Regions from separate parts of the Callithrix jacchus genome. Here region 1 is linked to region 2. The links are chromatin contacts, called in public Hi-C maps. All regions are on one chromosome and are shown on one strand. The core of a region is the stretch at or near the end of the contact, and the rest is flanking DNA. Distances in the headings are between cores, read along the strand shown. Region 1 holds the start of ADARB1 (adenosine deaminase RNA specific B1). Region 2 overlaps SLX9 (SLX9 ribosome biogenesis factor).

What was found. Hi-C and Micro-C count contacts between places; a contact is called where the count stands out from the background.
Region 1: a Hi-C map of skeletal muscle shows a contact between it and region 2, with 2.6 times the contacts expected there. The contact joins the promoter of ADARB1 here to the enhancer-like site in region 2. A contact is called at or near these places in 2 of 3 Hi-C or Micro-C datasets (both in skeletal muscle).

Annotation. Positions count from the first base shown.
Region 1 is chr21:50,731,576-50,735,882 of calJac240_pri, forward strand. It overlaps ADARB1 (adenosine deaminase RNA specific B1), which reads left to right and starts at 2,425. Exons shown (of 11, transcript XM_078358783.1): 1 at 2,425-2,668. LOC144580695 (a long non-coding RNA gene) reads right to left here and starts at 2,334. Exons shown (of 3, transcript XR_013530691.1): 1 at 665-2,334; 2 at 1-466.
Region 2 is chr21:50,616,205-50,621,047 of calJac240_pri, forward strand. The region is part of intron 2 of SLX9 (SLX9 ribosome biogenesis factor); the gene reads left to right. Among named protein-coding and RNA genes, the nearest start is that of SLX9, 21 kb to the left of the region's middle. Within about 2 kb of position 1,952, at least 9 of the 16 cell types and tissues checked have an H3K27ac peak or open chromatin away from gene starts, as enhancers often do. A contact at or near this core is called in skeletal muscle, where this site is marked.

The sequences.
Region 1 (4,307 bases), core at 1,175-3,674, 120 kb after region 2:
TTAAGTAGATGGTGGCTGCCAGCGCTTCTGTGGAGACCCAGGGCCCCTCCAGGAGCCCTGGTGTTCGACTTCCACAGTGAACAGGGAACAGATGGCTGAGATATCCTCAAAATTTCTTTGGACCTCCTCAGGAGACTGCAGGATTCCTTCTCAAAGCACCTCATCTCAGAGGCACCCAAATGGGCATCCTGAAGCTCCATGCTTCACGACAGCTGGGAACACCCTGTCCTGGGCCCAGGCGACTGGAAACTGCTGTTCTCCCTGACATCAGCCCAAGGGGAGTGCCATTCTTCCAAGTTAGGGAGAGCACCATGGCAGAAACCATCTCTGTGGAGAGGATGGCATCTGAGGGTGTGGAACAGGAAGGGACCAGTTGAGGCTGCTGGCTGGTCCTGCAGAGCCTCTGGAGAGGCCTGTGGGAACAGCAGAGGGTCCCGGCCTTGGCCACCATCCGCTTTCTGCTGCTCTGGAGGGAGAAAGAGGACAAGTTGAAACTTGCATAAGCAGCCTCCCTTCTGGGGATTACCTTGTGTTCCCCACACCCAGTGTTACCTAAGTGAAGGCCTGCAGAAGACTGCCACAGTGACCGCCCCCATAGGCCATGCTTCCCTCCGCCTGTCCCCCGTGCAGTCCCTCACATCTACTCAGGCCCAGGCCATCTCACCTGCTTCTCCTGGGGAGATGGATGGAAACACCACAGGGATTTGCTTTCTCTCGCTGCCGATGGAGACCTGCCGGGAAGGAGGCCCGGCCAGCCTGTAGGGACTGGTGACACATGGCCCGGATCTGCCGGGGGCCTCTGCGGATAAGTAGGCCCAGTGGTCACCTCGTGGGGCCGAGGGAAGCCGTCCCAGCTGAACCAGCTCAAGCTGCAGGCCCACAGGGTCATGAGCAGTGAAGACAGGTTTTTGCTCACTGAGGTTTGGGGTGGTCTGCTGCATAGAAATACACACAATGTCCTCATGCACGTATCTGTTTATTAAGAATGTGTCCCGAGAAGGCATCCCAGGAGTCCTCATTTTTACTTAGCTGTCCACGGTTGCCCATTTGGGTACTTTGCCTTCAGATGGGGTGAAACGCTCACTTGTTAGCTGGCTGGCCCCAAAGACAGGCTTGTTTTCCACCAGGCAGTGACCTGTCCTGGGTTCCAGGCTGCCACCTGCAGCGTGCTCACCACATACCAGGCTCCCATCGTTTATCTGCGTTCATCTTATACGTTTTGTGGGTTTTCAGAGCCCGAGTCTCAGCGTTGCCCAGGCTGGAGCGCAGCTCTGGGACACAAGTGACCCTCCAGGCGCAGCCTCCTGAGTGGCTGAGACCACAGCATGTGCCACCAACCCTGGCTTGTGATGGTCCGTTCCTCCCCACTTTACAAGGGAGGAAACAGGCAGAGGGCAGAGTGGGCCACCTGAGGCCGGAGGCCAGGACTAGCACACCCTCAACTTGACCCTGGCGCCTGCAGCTCCCCCCAGCCAGGTGCAGGACCCAGCGCCTGTCCACACCGGGCTCTGCCCACCGTGCCCAGCTGCTCCTCTAGGCTCAGGTCGCTGCGGAGTTTCCCCATCAAGCCTCATCTCCGTGCAGAGAACTGCAGCCGGGAGTTGGTTACCCGGGTCGGTGAAAACGCTGCATTTGCACATGTGCTTATCATCATCCGTGTAAACATTTCTTGGTATAACTGTGGAAGTCAGTAAATGCAGATAAATCGGGCAGTGAGTCTATTGCATATGCTGTAAAAAACAAAAATAAAAAAAAAAAAACCTTTAAAATGCTTTTACTATCAACCTAAAAAAAAATCAGCCAAACAAAACCACCGACCCCCAGACGTAAGTGGGAGCTGCTGCTGGTGTCAGTGCGGACAAACCGGAGACGAGGGCGCCGCCTCCGCGGTCCTGGCCTGCGACCCCCGCCGGCCGCCGGCTCTGACCCAATGCGGGGCGGGCCCCGCGCGTCGCAGACACCTCAGGGAGTCGGGGAAGCAGGGGCGGCGCCAGCTGCGGGGAGGAGCGCGTGGGCCCCGGAGCAGGGAGCCTGGGCAGCTCCGGACGCCACCTCCACAAACGCAAACGCCAGTAGCCGGGCGCGGGGCGCCTGCGGTCCCCGCCACCGAAGAGGCTGGGGCGGCAGGATCGCGTGAGCTCGGGAGGTCAAGGCTGCAGGAGCCGAGATCCGGCCACCGCGCTCCAGCCTGGGCGACAGTGAGACCCCGTCCCCCAAACGCAGCAGCCGCGCACCCAGAGGAGGACTCGAACGCGGGCAGGGTCCCGGCCCCACGCTCGCCCGCTGCAGCTGGTCCCGAGGGAGACGCCACAGCCCCGACTGACCGCGACAAGCAGGCGCGCATGCGCGCGCACGTCCGGCGTCGCGGCGCCGGCCCCGCCCCTCGGCGCGCGCGCGCCCGGCGGGCGGGGGCGGGGAGGGGGCGGAGCCGCCAGTGGCTGGGCTGAGGCGCTGAGGCGGCCCTGGCTGAGGCGGCCCTGGCTGCGGCGGCTGCGGCGGCGGCGGCTGCTGCCGAGCGGCCGGGTCGGCGGCCGGGGCTCCGGGCCGCGCGAGGCCAGAGCCACGCCGCGCCGCAGCTCACAGCCTACGAGGCGGAGAGCCGCCCGGCCCAGGACTGCGGCGGGAGCCTGGGGCGCGCTTGTGGAGGACCAGGCGCGGCGCGGCTGAGGTGAGGGCGGGCGCGGAGGCTCCGGACCCCGCGGCGGCGGCGTTTATGTAAGCGCCGGGCAGGGGCTGGCGGCGGGGCCCAGGCTGCGGGCCGTCCCGGGAGCGGAGGGCGCCCGCGGGGCGGCGAGGCTGCCCTGACACCGCCCGGCATCCACCCTCCCGGGGCGCCCGTCTGCTGGAGCGTTTCGCCCGGGAGGAGGCTGCGTCCCGGGCGGCCCCGCGTCCCTTCCTGCGGGCGCCGAGTCCGCGTGGGATGCACCGCGCCGCGGGGAGGGAGGTGCGCCGGGACGAGGCTGCGCCCTGGCGACCCAGGCTGCGTTCCGGGGAGAGGACGCGGTGCCCCGGAGATCCGAGGCTGCTGGGGACGAGGCTGCGCCCGGGGCCGGAGGCTGCTGGGGACGAGGCTGCGCCCGGGGCCGGAGGCTGCGCTGGGGACGAGGCTGCGCCCGGGGCCGGAGGCTGCTGGGGACGAGGCTGCGCCCGGGGCCGGAGGCTGCTGGGGACGAGGCTGCGCCCGGGGATCCGAGGCTGCTGGGGACGAGGCTGCGCCCGGGGATCCGAGGCTGCTGGGGACGAGGCTGCGCCCGGGGATCCGAGGCTGCTGGGGACGAGGCTGCGCCCGGGGATCCGAGGCTGCTGGGGACGAGGCTGCGCCCGGGGATCCGAGGCTGCTGGGGACGAGGCTGCGCCCGGGGATCCGAGGCTGCTGGGGACGAGGCTGCGCCCGGGGATCCGAGGCTGCTGGGGACGAGGCTGCGCCCGGGGCCGGAGGCTGCGCTGGGGATGAGGCTGCGCCCGGAGATCCGAGGCTGCCCGGGGAATTAGGCTGCGCCCGGGGCCGGGAGCCTCTGTCCCTGGGGGACGCTGCGCTGGGGGACAGCAGGCTGCGCCGAGACGAGGCTGGGCCGGGCGGGCGACGCTGCTGCCTTGTGGGGAGGGCGCGCTCTGCTCCCGGAGTGGAGACTGCGCTGGGGACGAGGCTGCGCCCTGGACGGTCCTGCGTCTCCTCCCGAGGGCGCAGTGTCCCCCCGCGCGGGGAAGTTCCTGCGGGTGCGGGGCGTCTGCAGCGATCGGGAACAATCTGGGGCAGTTGGGGGCCCGAGGTGACTTTTGATGTGTTCACACGGGGGAAGGAAAATGACTGCGCGGTGGATGGTGCGAGGGAAGGTGTCACACTGGGCTGTGGACGCTGACACGCGTCGGAGTCGCGCTTACACGCTGGCGAACCTAACCTAAAATGTGTTCCCGTCCCGATTTCCATGTCGGACATCTGCACTGTGGGGTTCAGTTCGCAGTTAATATTTTTAGTCGGCAGGTTGGGGCCGTTACTTCTGATACAGGCATTTTGTTTCCCTCTTAGACCAACGATGACTGCATTCCATTCTCAAAGTGGAACGAGAAGTGGCATGATAGCAAACTTGTTTCTTTACGTTTCGTGGCGTAATTAAGATGATAGAACCGTCGTTTTTTAATTGAGAATACAAATGTGTATTTAATCCTCTTCGTTCTCGCTCTTAAATGTAGCCGTATGTTTTATTGCTTCGAAAGGTCCACTCCGAGCTGCATTTTCCAAAGCACTAGGTTGTTTTAAGAGCAGCTGTTCCTAGAAGGTAGAAAAGCTAATTGTTTCATGACCATCT
Region 2 (4,843 bases), core at 702-3,201:
GCGCTTCCATAGTGCCTTTCATCATATCTAGTCCGTCAGGACTTCATTGTGTACAGAGTGAGACGGATGCTTCCCACTTCTTTTTCCCCAAATGGCCTGTCCTGCGGTGCATTCAGCTTGCATTCACCCAGAAGGTGGGGTGAAGAGAACCTCAGCGCCGTGGGGTGCTGCTGGCACATGCTGCCTTTTCTCATGACCTGGGTGACGTGGGCGGCATCTGAGTGGCTCTGTAGTCTGCAGCGTCTCCCGTGGCCTGTGCCCGAGATGAAGCAGCACGTGTCAGCATCACATCTTTTGTCCTGTGGCCGAGCCGCACGCAGCTCTCTGTGGACAGAGAAGTGCAGCTCGTGGATGCCTTGCATGGAAAAGCCAGGCTCATGCCACCTTTCCTTAGGTTCTGTCAGCACGTGTCCTGGGAACTCCGTCACCCTGAAGCGTATATCTGGCGAGCCCAGTTCTCTGTCTGCTGACCTGACTGGTGAGGGCTGATGACCCAGTGAACCACCTGTGTACAGGAGCGCTGTGTGCCTGCCACGTGTGGCGGCCTCCACTGAGCCTGGTTGGCTGCATCTCTCCCTGGAGTCCCATTATTAGAGCAGAGAGCGCTGGCAGCACTGTGGCAGCGGAGAAGGCTGTGGCTCTGGCGGGTCGGTCTGCTTGCCCACATCTCCGGAATTGCAGCTGCAGAGCGCATGCCCTGGCTCCCGGGCGGCAGCGTCTCACCTGCGCTTTTCCTGTCATGGGTTTTTAGGCAGCCTGTACCTAAGTGTCACCCATCCCTCTCTCTTTGCGGGGCCATTCAGCCCAAGCTGCAGGTTTCTGCCCGGCCAGCCGGTGCTCCAGAGAGCAAAGCCACCCCCAGTGCTCTGTGACCAGTCGGCTCAGGGCTGGTTTCTGGTCACTCCTGAGGGCAGGGCCGAGGTGGGGTCTTTCAGGGTCAAGGGTTGGCTGTTCCTGGAACAGCTCTGGAGTCCTCCTCATGTGCCTCCCAGGGAGGTCCCCACACGGTGCGTGTGAGCTTGGCGCCTCTCTGCAGGCCGGCTCTGTGGCAGCTGCATCCTGGACTCCTGAGGCTCAGGCAAGGGCACGGCTTCTCCTCATCCTCCTTGTCTTCATCTCCATCATGCATCTGCCCTGCATCTTGCAGTCCAGCTCAGGTATAGGTGCTGTGGCAGCCGAGAGCACCCTGGGGACCACTGGCTGGCCCCAGGCTGGAGATCGCAGGAGCCGCCCATACCCCGAGGCCTCGTCTTTCACCCTCTAAGCCTGTTCACTGCCAGTAGCAATGGGTGGCCCGGAGCGTTCTGCAAGTGTGAGGAGTGGATGGCAGTCACGGCATATTCCCCCATGGGGAGGCCTGGGCTCTGTCTTGGAGGGAAATGAGGGATTTCCTGTCTCAGCCCCTGTCTGGGGTTCTGTGAGGTTCAGTTTAATGGGAACTTAGCGGTCCTCCCTGACGCTTTTGAGCTGTGGACTGAGCAGCCAGAAGGAATGGCGATGTCTGAGCTGCCCGTGCAGCAGGTGGCCTGGGGTAAAGCGGACAGGGCACAGGGCACGGGGCAAGAAGCCTCTCTGTGCCCAACGGGGAATGCCGAGCTCACAGCCACCTCCGCCCTTCTGACTTTGCAGCGTCAGCTCGACCAGCTGGCCAAGCATGTGAGGTTGTGTTTTTACCATCAGTTTGGGCTTGCTATTCCTGATGCCCAGTTGGACTTCAGGCCCCTGTGTGAGCTCAGGCTGGGGCCACCTGCCTCAGGTGTGGCCGTTGCTGCCGTCCCTTCGTCACTAGTCAGACATGGTTGGTGACCTTCCCCTCCCCATAGCCACTGGGACTGTAGTGCTGGCACTGCTGGGATCTGGGTTTGGGGTAAGGCCCAGGACAGGGGCGGCTCCAGACACCCTCACTTGAGGCCTGGTGTCTGCACTCCCAGCCCAGCCCTCCTCCAAGCTGGCATTTCTGCTGCACCCATGGGGCATCTCCTGCTCCCTGCGCTTCCGCAGCACCCGGGAGAGCTGTGGTGGACTGTCTTGGCTGTGTGCCTTGTCAACTTAGAAACCGGAGCAGCTCCAGCTGACTTCCCACTGTTCCCATCACAGGGTGGGGTGCCCTGGGCCTGCGGGGTTGAGAGGAGCAGGGCACGCAGGGCGAGCACCCTCTATAGCCTGTGGCACCAATTCTGTCTCAGTGAACCCATCAGGCCATCCAGAGGCGGGAAGTGGGAGCAGGCATGAACCTGTGCCAGGGCATTTCACCGAGGGCGCCTTGGGCCCAGAAAGTGGCGGGAGCAGGGGGCCGTGGGGCCACCGCCAGCAGTTCCAGGCAGTCTCTGCCCCGGCTTCAGCATTCCAAGCCCTCTCCTCCTGCAGGAAGCGGCATGTTTGGTTCCTGTTTTCTTGGTGTCATGGCAATGGGGCCAGGGAGCTCCCTGGGGCCAGAGCCGGGAAGGGTCACTGTGCTGCGTTCCTGACCGGGCCTGCGCCCGGGCCTCGTTTTCTTCATTCCGACGCAAGACAGGTCACTGTTCGGGTCAGTTTCCACTGGTCTTAGATTCATTTTTCTTTTGAAACTATTTGAAGACCATAGAAAGCTGCAGCGTGAGCCCCTCCCCTTTGTGTTTGGAGCCAGAGGTCGGGGATGCTGCGACGGAAAGTAGGTCAGCCCGGGCTCATCAGGAAGCTGTGGGAGGGGGTTAAATCCCGCGGGAGCCCTGGGAGGCTCCACACCAGCTCCTGACGTGAAGTCTGTGACGCCAAGCACAGTGACTGCCCTTCTCCAGGCAGAGCTGCTTCTGCTTTGTTTTTCCTTAGACACGGTGGGTTTGTTGGACACGGTGGGTTTGCTGGATTTCTCTTTAATGCAGACAGGAAGGTCTGCATTAAAGAGAAATCGGGAGACACGTCTTGTATGGATGTGTTCTGGGGAGAACGCGTCTGAGGCTGAACTGTCTCAGGAAATCAGTTAAGACCGAGGAATTGGGGGTGTCCGTGAGTCCACTCTGTTTCAGAGGAAACTGGAGTCAGAGATACAGCACCCAGTGAGTGCCCTCTCCATCTGTCCCCACCTGCACAGCCCTGCAGGCTTGCCCTACCCCCACCCGTCCCCCGAGCAAATGAGGCTCCTTTCCCCACCTGCCGGGCAGGGGCCTGGGCTCTGAGGGGACCAAGCACAAGGGGCACCTGTGGATTCACTTTCTGGGGCTCCCTGAGAGGCAGCCTCTTTCCCTGGGGTTACAAGACTTTCTAGGAGGTGACAGTAGTCTCTGGATACATGTCCTAAACTCACTTCACACCGAAAGCCATACAGTCCCATCTGTCTTAGTATATTTTCTGTTGCTTGTAAGAGAATACCTGAAAGTGGATAATTCATTTTAAAAAGGAATTGACAATCTCTTAGGTTCTGGAGGCTGAGAAGTCTAGAGTCAAGGGGTTGCATCTGGTGCCAGCCTTCCGGCCGCTGGCGGCTCTGCTGAGGCCCAAACCCACGCCGGGCATCCCGCGTTGAGGGAGCTGAGTGTGCCCACCTGGGTCTCTCCTCCTCCTCCTCTTATAAAGCCACCGTCCCCTTCCCCTGATAAACGTGAGTCCTTTCACCCAGTAATCCATGAATCTGTGAATGAATTAATTCATACCTATGGGCAGAGTCTTCATGACCCAGTCAGCCCATAACGGTCCCATCTTTCAGTGATGACACATTGGGAACTGAGTTTCAACCTGAGTTTTGGAGGGACGGATATTCAGCCCACAGCGCTTCCCACCCACTCAGCTGATGATGTGGAGGCTCTGACAGGCTCCGTGGCCAGCAGAGAGCCCCTCCATCCTGCATCTGGACTCCTGCTGCCCAGGGTATAGTCCTTGCCCCCTGTCCTGGGCCCCGCCTTTGCAACAAGGGGCAGGAAGTGCCGCAGTGGCCGAGGGCAACATCCCCTCTGGCTTTCCCCAGTCTGTCTGGGCACTGTGTGAACTGTGGCTGTCCCCAGAGAAGGGGAGGCACAGAGCTGTCTCACGTGTCAGCTGGCACCGCCAAGGCCTCTACAGGGCCCTCCAGTTTGGCCTGCGTCCACACGGCGGTTTCTGCCAACACGGACTGGCCATCTTTGTCCAGCTGTTAGTCAGCTGGGGTTAATGTGGGGCAGGCCCAGCTGACGTCACCCTGGAGTGCGTGGCTGCTCGTTGGGGGCAGGGTGGTCCTCAGGGGCCTGGGAGGCTCCAAGCTCTGCAGTGTGGGCTGTGTGCATTTTCTTGGCACTCTGAGAAGCTATACCTGTATCCACACCTTGGTTTACAGTTTATTTTGGGGAATAAACTTCCAAATCCTATGTCTCCAGGACCCCTTTAGCTGTGTGGTCCCGGGGGACAGGGGAAGTGCCGGCCGGGCCCCGCCCAAGGCTGCTCCGCCACTGAGCCTCCGCGGCCGGAAAGGGTGGTCACATCCAGTGGGCCAACTGCCATAGCGCTTTCACATCCTGCCCACAGCATGGCCCCATGACCTGGGCAAGCCTCTGTGCCCTCGGAGCCTCAGCTTTCTCACCTGTGAAAGGGGCTAACTTGGAGGATTGCGAACTGACCAAAACAGAGCCCGCGTTCCTGAGCGTCTCCGAGCAGTGAGCACACAAGCTCTGCAGGGAGGTCCTGGGCCAGCAGGGCAGGCGGGCAGGCAGGTGGGCAGGCGGGTGGGCGGGCAGGCAGGCAGGCAGGCTGGGTCGGCCATGAGAGCTGTGGGCTGCCAGGCTCCTCCCTCAGATCACTCACCAGCAAGGAGCAGAGTGCCCTCCGCAGCTCCTCCCTGTGACCCCGCAGGGCCGTGCCTCCGTGCGTGTCTGTGTCCTCATCTCTTCTTAGAAGG